2 separate regions of the Hordeum vulgare genome follow, and region 2 is linked to region 1. The links are chromatin contacts, called in public Hi-C maps. All regions are on one chromosome and are shown on one strand. The core of a region is the stretch at or near the end of the contact, and the rest is flanking DNA. Distances in the headings are between cores, read along the strand shown. Region 1 holds the start of LOC123444445 (interactor of constitutive active ROPs 1-like). Region 2 holds the start of LOC123444447 (DNA polymerase eta).

Evidence for each region. A called contact is a pair of places that touch in the nucleus more often than the background predicts.
Region 2: a Hi-C map of leaf shows a contact between it and region 1, with 2.5 times the contacts expected there. The contact joins the promoter of LOC123444447 here to the promoter of LOC123444445 in region 1. A contact is called at or near these places in 5 of 6 Hi-C or Micro-C datasets (leaf and seedling) and 1 of 1 datasets of contacts at active chromatin or transcription factors (embryo).

Annotation. Positions count from the first base shown.
Region 1 is chr3H:493,378,927-493,384,330 of MorexV3_pseudomolecules_assembly, forward strand. LOC123444445 (interactor of constitutive active ROPs 1-like) reads right to left here and starts at 1,606. Exons shown (of 3, transcript XM_045121153.1): 1 at 1,323-1,606; 2 at 1,087-1,243; 3 at 1-998. The coding sequence starts at 1,336.
Region 2 is chr3H:493,571,259-493,576,320 of MorexV3_pseudomolecules_assembly, forward strand. LOC123444447 (DNA polymerase eta) reads left to right here and starts at 2,092. Exons shown (of 14, transcript XM_045121155.1): 1 at 2,092-2,231; 2 at 2,328-2,448; 3 at 2,521-2,632; 4 at 2,730-2,897; 5 at 2,980-3,144; 6 at 3,370-3,473; 7 at 3,616-3,735; 8 at 3,944-4,064; 9 at 4,659-4,772; 10 at 4,833-5,024. The coding sequence starts at 2,156. It overlaps LOC123444448, which reads right to left and starts at 2,226. Exons shown (of 2, transcript XM_045121158.1): 1 at 1,808-2,226; 2 at 1,211-1,701. The coding sequence starts at 2,077. The coding sequence ends at 1,339.

The DNA of each region.
Region 1 (5,404 bases), core at 356-2,855:
CACTTGTTGCCCTTCTTCTTCCACAGGTCGCCGAGCATCCGGATGCCGGCGCCCTTCCGCTTGCTGCCGAACCCCTCGTCGTCGCCGTCGTCCGGCATCGTCGCGGGGGACCCCCACCCGTTGCCATTGCCGGCAAGGCCGTGGTGACCGACAAGATGGGCGTCCCCGCCGATCACCGCGGCGGCTGCCTCGGCCGCCTTGCGCCACTGCTCGGTCTGCACGCGCAGGCGCCGCATCTCGGCGTCCAGCGCCTCGCGCGCGGCCTCGGACGCGCTCAGCTGCTCGCGCATCCGGGACTCCCGCGCCGCGTTCTCCTTGAGCTCCTGCTCGACGAGAAAAGCCTTGGCCACAGCCTCCTCGTCAGCCCTCTTGGCCGCCGCCGCGGCCTCATCGGCCTGCTTCTTGAGCTCCGCATTGTCGGCCGTGAGGACGGCGACTTCCATCTCCTTGGCCATGAGCTGGGCCTTGAGCTCCACGACCTCCGGGCTCTCCTTTTCGCCGCCACCAATGGCGGCCGCGGGGTCCTTGCTATCCTCCTCAATCATCGTCTTGGTCTCCTCCACCTCCACCTCCACCTCCTGCTCGGCCAGCGCCGCCTTGTCTCCACAGCTCACCTCTTCGCTGTCCTCGGCAACGAGCGCGCTCTGGTTCTCCTTGTCGCCCGACTCGGTCCGGACGACCTCAAACACATCGGTCGCCGGGGAGTTCATGCTGCTCTCCTCCTCCTCCTCCTCCACGGCCGCCGGTTCTTCAGCGACCTTCACCTCATCAGCTTTCTTCTCGTCCTCGACCGGTAGAGGGGCGGGGGAGGGAGGGGACGCCGCCGGCTTGGGGCTCCCCTTGGCGCCGACATGCTTCTTGGCCTCCTCGAGCGCGACCTGCGCGTCCTTCTTGGCGGCCTCCGCAGACACGAGCTGTTCCCTCAGCTTCTTGAGCTCGTCCTGCACCTTCCCCAGCTTGGTCTCGAGCTCCGCCACCCGGGTCCCCGCACGCCTCTTCTGCAAACCGCGCCGCCGCCAGATGAAACGGCGAGCATGACCAGAGGGGAGCGTGAATGGAGAAACTGACTCAGAGACAGCAGCGTACCTCTGGCAGCGGGCTGCGCGGGGAGTGCCGGTCGGCGACCTTGGGGCTGCTCCGGTCGACGACGACCCGGTGGTGCGCGCCATTGGCGTCGGAGGAGGCCGTGGTCTTGAGGTGCAGCGGCGCGCGCGGCGACGCCCGCTGCGGCAGCTCGGACCCCCTGGGATTAAATGCGCACCAACGTCTCAGAAAGGAAGGAAACCGACGCCGGACATTGAAATGCACTGCACTGCACCCACCTGGATCTCGGCATGGCCTGCGCCCGTTGCCCTGTCCGCCACGCCCGGCCTCTAGCTGGCTGCTGGCCTCGGCGTCTGCTGGGATGGATGAGAGGAGAGGAGCACGAAGGAGAGGGAGGGACGGGGGTGGTGGAAAGGCAGGCAGGAAGCAGGCGGCACAGCGGCGCGAGAAAGAAAAGGGGTCGAGTCAGGTCAGGTCAGGTCAGTCCACCACTCCACTCTCTCGTGGAAAACGGCATTAATAAATGGAGGCTGCGGCTACGAGAGGGGCGCCGGGTTCCGTAAAGGCGACCGGGGCCGGTGCGGTGGCGATTCAAATTTGAACGGCAGAAATCGAAAAAAATCGATGGGAGCAACGGGACGCAGCCGAGCCGACCCGAGCCGCGTGCCACCCGACCTCGACCGGTTGGTGGCGCACAGCGTTAATGCGGGCGGCGCGCGGATTGATCAGAACGTTACTATATATATACCGGTTAAAAAAAAACGTAACGAAAGGACCAGCTTGGCGTGGCAACTTGCGAAGAGGGGCCGGCCCTGCGAACGTGGCGTGGCGTGGCTCGTCTCATGGCCTGACCGACCGTCGGTGATCACTGCCTGCCGCTCCTTGCTTGTACGGCGGCACTGGGAGGCCTCCCTCCGTGGTGACTGCTCGGCCGCTTGGGAGAAAATGCCGACGGAGAAACGGCACCGCACATCACGGGCAGGCAGGCAGGCATCTCGCGTCTGGTGACCGATAGGGCTCGTACCAGCGCCAGCGGGTGGGGGTTTTGACGTGACGAATTTCCGACGGACGGACGAGTGATTTCCGAGAGGGTGATGCTCACGCGACACGCCGCTTTTCTGAGCGAGGAGAAAGGTTTTGAAGCAATCAGGCGGCGTTCCATGGGCCTTTGACTTGGTTTACATACACCGTCTGTAATACTAGCATTAAGCTGCACGTGCTTCGGGGTCCAGCCACACCACACCGGCTACTTTACTCGCTTTTGCAGCGAGCGTTTTGTACGTACTACTCGGCTTTTGAAGCAACCAGAGATTCAGTTTAGATTATGTGGTTCCGAAGAATGTTTCCTGCCGATGTTTATCTATCTATCTATCTATCTATCTATCTGCAAGGTACGTACTGAACTCCCGTTGAGATGTACGGCCACGCATTTGAAGCCGGGCAAACCGGCAGGAGGATACAGAGGACGTAGTACCAAGTATATATAGAGAATCGAAATACGGTTGGAGGACAGGGCAGGACAGCAACTAAACGGAGCCAAGTGAAAGGATTTGGATCTTTTGGAAAGTGATTAGTAAGCACGGCAGATGGGTGAGAAATCAATGTAGGCAGAGAGGGGCAATCGCCCCTGGCCCCATTGGCAATCAAGCGCTGCTACAGTATATATATACATATATATTCCTAGAGCAATTTTAAGCAGGCTGCGGGGGAAGCTGGCTTTGCGAGTCAAAAAATGTAAAGCACACACAAGATCGTGAGAGATGAGGTGCACGGGGTAGAGTGGCTCTTCTTGCAGCAGAAAACCCGTGTCATGGTCAGTTCGTGCAACAAAGACGTTGCGCCTAAGAACATCTCCAATAAAGACATTAAATAAGTCGGGCATCAAAAAATCGATAATATAGCCCACGCGGAAGAAAACAACGCTCCAGCAGCCGTTCAATAATACCGCACGCGGTAAAACCGTGCCAACGCACTCGAAAAAACTGCATCCCACACACTACATTTGATGCGTTCGCTCGCATGCGGGACAAAACTAATCGCGTGCGCATACCTCCAACCGTCATTCGCCGCGCCTATCTTCGCCCCTCCCTGAGCCTCCGTCGGCGATGGACATCCGTGTAGACATGTCCCCGACCCTTCCCTACGCTCGCGACCCATCGACCGTCGCCGCCTCCTCCTCCTCCGTCGTCGCTGTAAACCTTTGCGTGGGTTGACCTCCGGTTCCATTGACGACAGAGCACCGCCAAGCACCGGTCTTGCGTGCGGCCTTTTCATGGCGCCACACACAAAACTTCAAGGTGGCTTTGCGCCGCCGCCCACCTCGAAGCCATGGAGCTCCATGATCAAGCCACCACACGAGGTGACAGCGGCTACGGCAATGGCGTTGGCGCCGCCGGTCCAAAAGAAGAAGAAGGTGGCGGCGAGGAAGAAACCGACAAAGCCCCTCGCCCCACCTCCGCCGCCACCACCACCGAAAGTGCCCGGGGAGACGCAATTTGGGGCGCTGGCGACCAATGCCCAAATGCGTTCGATGAAATGCCCGTAAGGTAAATGTTTTTCTTGCTTTTGTTGTTGCTAGAAACATGTGCATATGAATAGCTTCACATAATGGTGGATGATTTTAAACTATGTCTTAAATTACTCTATGTTGCTCAACTCATCATTTTGTATATTTTTATGTCAAGATCATGTTATTTTTTGTCATAAATTGATATGTGATGTTTTATATGTATCAAATGGCGACGTCCGCGCGTTTTATTTTATCATGTATGCTGAAACGTTGCAGCAGCACGTTAAAATTTACAGCGGCTACAAAAGATAGCACACCGTCCGCACGCGTTAAAACGTTATTTTGATGCCTAATATTTTTTTAGGATTGAGATGCTCTAATAATCACCTGCAGCCCAACTAGAACTAGTTAGCGTGTGATGTGTACTTATCACTCACCTAAGCACTCGCACCGAGAAGTTCCACGCATGGCAAAGCAATCGATCGTCACACACACACACACACCTGCATGGTCGACATGATTTAGAATCTTGCAAGATCGATTGACAATCTATTTGGCGGTATTATCTAGGGTCGTGGGGTGAAGTCGATATGGACCCATATCTTGCAGTTTCCAAGGCATGATGACCCGCTCACCTACATGCATCCAAAGGGAAGGCGCACCGTTGATTGTGACACACGCGCACCTGCTCCATCCAACATGGTACTGGTACGCTACGCACCATACATATGGGCGACACGAGTAATGAGATGAGATCACAAAGGAGGATAGTAGATACGCAGTGCACACGAATGACCGATCGGGACATGAGCAACGTCCAAGAACATGGTATGGTATACTATACACCACCTGAGCCACAGTGTGATGAAACGGGTCACGAAGCGTAGGGCTCCCTCCCTCCCTCGGAAGTTGCAACTTTGTAAGCTTTGTGAGATGGCAAAGATGCTCCCTGTAGGCTGTGGGAGATAGGATAGCGGCAGGAGAGGACAAAGGAGAAGAGGGAGGAAGAGTAAGGAGCAGATTAGCGAACGTGCCCAACAAAATGCTTTGCTTGGGTCCTAGTGCACATGTGTTTGTGTGTGGGGTTTGGTTCCTTTCTTGTCACTGTGGTGGTTTAGACTAATCTAGCTTAGTTTACTTTGTCAGCGAGGAAGGACGTAGCGCATGGACTTTCACCGCCGATGGTCCAATGAGCGGCACATACGTCGCTGGTGCTTGCGGGCTGTGGAAGGCTGCGCGCACTACTTGGTAGCTAGAGGAGTGACAAACACTAGCGTACGCCCATGAAAAACACCTCGCAACGCACGCACGCACCCACATGTGACTTCGTTGCGGGGTAGTTTTTTTGGATGTTGCGTTGATTGCACTTCACAATGAGACGAAATTATGCTTACCGATGCCTAGTGGTCTTCTTCTTCGGTGCATGCTTTACATGATCAGACTCGTTAAGCGAAGGTGCCCCATACATGTCGGTCGTGCTTGCTAACGTCGGGGAGGCATCTTACACGCTGACCCGTAAATTTACTGTGTATCCGTTTACGGACACTTATATCAAAGGTCATCATTCAACGCTTTTCACATACATTTTAACGGACGAAAATTATGCAAACAAGACGGATTTTTTATATAAACCAAAAGAGATTCAGACAAGCACAATGGATTTCATATAAATAGGATGAAATTCATTACATTTCGTACATACTTCAGCTACAAGTGAAGCTCATCTAACTCTAGAGGTATAATTTCGGACATATAAACTTTTCCCCCAAAATAAATGATTGTCGATGCACATTTCTCATGTCCGACCATGAGCCTCGAAAACTGAAGCTTCGCCTTCTTCAGTTCCACCAC
Region 2 (5,062 bases), core at 842-3,341, 190 kb after region 1:
ACTAGGGAACAATTGTTTACGTGTAGGTACACACTTACATGGTAACCTCGTCTTTGTTTGCCTACATAACACCCAGCCACGCCATGGGAATGCAATTTTGGATCGATTGGTTACCTCCACGTGCAGCTGGATCTGCATAGCACAATACTCAAAGCACCTAGAGACTAACTCAAGATGAACGATCGAATTGACTATTTCCAGCGAGCCAGGCCCGATTGAGTGCAAGGACGACACACAATTATACGCACGGGAGACACCGCGTTCTTTCCCAAAGCCACGCCATAAATCCCCTCACCCCTATCTCATCGCTCACCCTCTCTCACCGACGGGCCTCGACGAGTCAAAGATCTCAACGACGACCACCGATTTCATCACCCCTTCATCAATGGCGGTAAGCCCTTGCCTGTCCGATTTAGGGAATGTGGGCATCAATTTAGCCATCGATTTAGACTTGGAAGTTTCGATTTGGGTGTCGATTTGTATTTATGGTCAGATTTAGGGTTTCATATGGCTTGATTAGGTTGTCAATTAAGGTTTTCACTTTCACACTGCTCAATTAGGGCGTGGCTTGATTTGGGTGCCCAAGTACGTTAGATTTGAGTGTCTATACAGGGTGTTGATATGGGGTTAGATTTGGGTGTCGTAATAGGGCTTGATTAAGGTTTTTCTAGGGCTCAAGTTTGCCTTGTCAGCATGAAAACTCTTGATCTTGCTGTAGGGGCTTGTTGACACTGATGATGTTCTTGTTGTTGTGGTAGATGCACATGTTTTCCATGTCGGTTTCAATGCTACTATGTTCAACTTCATGATCACTTCATGCTAGTTTGTTACATGTGCTTGTGTGTTGATTTTCATGATTAGTCCATGGTGGTTCGTTACATCCATTGATCTCATTCAGTTTAATTAGCATGGGAATAGCTCCAAAGGCAAGGAGGTTGCTGAGGGCAACACCTTGGAGATGCCTCGGGGGAGGCCAATGAATGTCGGCCATTGATCTGTCAGTCTGTGTGGATATTCTGGGTCGTTATTGTGAGTCTATGACTATGCTAATGTAATGCCTATAATGTAATGCGAATGCTTGTTCAAATTGCTAAGCTCTGCCTATGAGTATGTGTGTTGATAACCTCACCACTCGAACAAGAGGTTACCACACCGCATGCCTTAAACGTGACCAACAAACATCACGTGCATATGGGTACCACATGCTTGCAATCAAACGGTATTCTTGTTGCAGGTTGGAGTTTTGTGAGCAACCAAAATAAATGCAGAATATACTCCCTTCGTCTTAAAATAAATGACTCAAAAGTGATTCAACTTCGTACTAACTTTAGTATAAAATTAGATCTTTTTTAAATCACTTATTTTAAAACGGAGGGAGTAGTTTTGAGCCTGCATTAGCTCGTAGGCTGAAACGGACCACGGATACAAGGAGCCCAAAAATGATGCATGTGAAATGTAGGAGAACCTCCCATATTTGACAAGCTTTTCTGACTTGGAAATGGTGCCAATTCTCTTATCAGTCTTCCACACACGAGGATACGTTGATCTTGGACCCCGAGCTGCATGCCACAAATTCGCAATCACAAGTATGAGGTCAGGAGAGAGTTGAACTTCTGAGGATGTCGAACGACAGTTCGCTCCAGCGTCAAGCCAAATGTCGGTTCCCCATATCTCGTACGTCAAGGAAAACACACTGTTAATCTGCAAGGGGAAACAGTTTGGAAGATACATTTCAGTAAACAAACAGTGTTGATCGACTCGCGGAGTATCCTACCAAAATACAAGAGGCACTGAGCAGCGCCCTTACCTGGTGCGACGGGGCAGGAGATCGCTGGTCGCTCCCGGCCTCGGCGGCAAAGTCCGGCCGCTTCCGCGGCTCCTTCACGCGGCAGCGGCACGGAGGGGAAGAGAAGAGGAGTAGAGTGGACAAGGGGAATGGGACGAGGGAAGGGGAGATGCGTGGAGATGGGGTTGCCAACGGGACGGGCTCGCTTAGAAGTCGCGGGATGCCCGCCACGTGGTCTCTCCAACTGGCGAGACGGACGGCCATGATCGCGCCCGGCCGAAACCGAAACATAAACAAAGAAGCAATAGAGAAAGGGAAGCGAAAGCGAGGGCAGAGTCGGCGGGAGGCGGCGGCGGGGAAAGGGAAGCGATGCCGGTGGCGAGGCCCGAGCCGCAGGAGCCGCGGGTGATCGCCCACCTCGACCTCGATTGCTTCTACGTGCAAGGTCACCACCCTCTTCGTCCTCTACCCCCTCTACCCTGCCCCCTCTCTCGCAGCGTCTCTGAACTGAGAGGGTAACAGTGCATTCGCTCACCTGCAGTCGAGCAGCGGAGGAACCCGGCGCTCAGGGGGCAGCCGACGGCCGTGGTGCAGTACAACGACTGGAAAGGCGGCGGCCTGATTGCGGTGAGCTACGAGGCCCGCAAGTTCGGCGTCAAGAGGTGAGGGCCGATTCACCTGCTCCGTTCGGGGGTTCCTGTCAGATATCTGTCATGCTTTATTGGTTGATTCAGGTCCATGCGTGGGGATGAGGCCAAGAATGTCTGTCCAGGCATAAACCTCGTCCAGGTTCCCGTGTCCCGTGACAAGGCCGATCTCAATGTGTACCGAAATGCCGGCTCCGAGGTAGCATGCCACTGCAACAACACCGATAATTTACCCCATTGTTAAACAACCAGGACTGTTCCATGGCATTTGACGGTTTTGCGTCCAATCCTTTCAGGTCGTAGCGATCCTTTCGACTAAGGGGAAGTGTGAGCGAGCATCCATCGACGAAGTCTATCTCGACCTTACTGATGCAGCCAAGGAAATGCTCTTGGAATCTCCCCCGGAGTCGTCAGAGTCTATCTTTGAGGAGGCCACAAAGTCAAATATCCTGGACCTTCCTTCTGTAAGAAATTCTCCGTAAATTGGTTGGGGCTGCTCTTACATTTGGTGTGAGTGTGACCGTAGACCTTGATATGTATGTTCAGGATGCCGGTGACAGGGAAGAGAATGTGAAGGCATGGCTTTGTCGAGCAGATGCCGACTACCAGGATAAGTTGCTGGCGTGCGGAACTATACTTGTTGCACAGTTACGAGTAAAAGTTCTGGAGGAAACCCAATTCACGTGTTCTGCTGGCATTGCTCACAATAAGGTTTATAACCAGTCATAATAGTGAGTAGATGAAGTATGCTTTTTTGCATGATTCGTTTCTTCTCATTCTGCACATTTAAGAATAATTAGTCCAATTATTTGTACTGTTCTCTGAACTTAGGAACTCAATTCAGCTTCCCCATAGTGCTTCTCTTGTTCCATTACCCTTTTGATACTTTCCTTTTCCTGCTGCAGTGTTCCACTCAAATGTTGTTATATTCTGCAGATGTTAGCTAAACTTGTCAGCGGGATGCACAAACCTGCTCAACAAACAGTTGTTCCATCTTCTTCGGTTCAAGACTTTCTAGCATCACTGCCTGTGAAGAAGATGTAACGAGCCACATGACAACTCCACATTTATTGGTTTCTTTTTTTCTGTTGGACAAAGTTTTTAAAACCTTGTATTACTCTCTAGTCCTTGCATTCTAGAAATGTCTGATACTGAATTACGAAAAGCGTCCATGTTATGCAGGAAACAACTTGGGGGTAAGCTTGGGAGTTCCTTGCAGGACGATCTGGGGGTTGAGACAGTTGGGGATCTTCTAGGTTTTACAGAAGAGAAATTACAAGAGTACTATGGTGTAAATACAGGGTAAAGTTTTGCATATTGCTTGATTTTATTTCAGGTGCCTGTTGTTTAGGATACCACGTAAAAGATTTGGACTTGCTAATTTTTTTTTTTTTACTTTTAGTGTGCAACTTAAATTTCCATGCTAATATGCTTCAAATTATAAGTATAGAAATCATGTATAGTACTTGGTTAAATATCATCTTATAAGCATCTGATTTTTGCACAGAACGTGGTTATGGAAGACTGCAAGAGGTATTAGTGGAGAAGAAGTTGAGGACCGTCTTCTACCAAAGAGTCATGGTTGTGGAAAAACATTTCCTGGCCCAAAAGCATTAAAGAACAATTCTTCTGTAAGCATGCTTTCTTTTGTTCTCTAACAGCCTTTTCTACTTTAGAGCTGCTTATATAAACTAAGAAATATTATCCAACAACTCTCCTGACAACTATATGGACGTGCACAGCTGATAAAAACCTAAAACATTAGTTGCTAATGATACACATCTCATAACTCGAACGATCACCTGATGCTAGGAGAGTGTCTTTTCATTTAGTGACACAGCTTACTAATATTGTGCAGAGGTTGCACACCCCTTGGTTGATGCTAAATATTTTATTAATGGCCTTTGGACCTTTTTTCACACATCAAGAGCTTAGGCAGATTGGTATCAACATGCCTTGTGCCGGTTTGATTAGGGGCATGTTGTACATTTTGAACTATGTTGGGAGTTTCATGATGCTGTACAATACAAATTGGTTTTGTATGATACTTGTATCCCACCAAACTTAAAATAGGTTACTGGATTATTGCATTGTCAACGAGTCAAATCCCACACAAGGATGGCTCAAAATATGTTATTTCTGATTCTGTGTATGAATGTAGGATGTTTTGTTTTAGCTACGTTGAATCTGGCGTATTAATTCACAATCGATTTTATACATTTTAGGTTAAGAGCTGGCTGGATAAACTTTGTGAAGAATTGAGCGAGCGGATTCAGTCTGACTTGAGCTGCAACAAGAGAGTCGCTCAAACATTAACTCTCCAAGCTAGGGCATCTAAGGTACTTCATGTAATTTACTCATTGCCTTTTAGTTTCAGCTTACTAATGGTGAATATGTAGGAAAACGAGGGTAATTCAATGAAGAAATTCCCTTCCAAATCTTGTCCATTACGCTATGGGACTGGCAAAATTCAAGAAGATGCAATGAAGCTATTTGAATCTGGGCTTCATGATTTTTGGGGTTCTCGGAATGCTGGATGGAGTATAACATCTCTTTCTGTTACAGCAAGCAAAATATTTGATATACCAAGTGTATGTTTATGATAACTTTCTCAGTATTCAATAGTTTC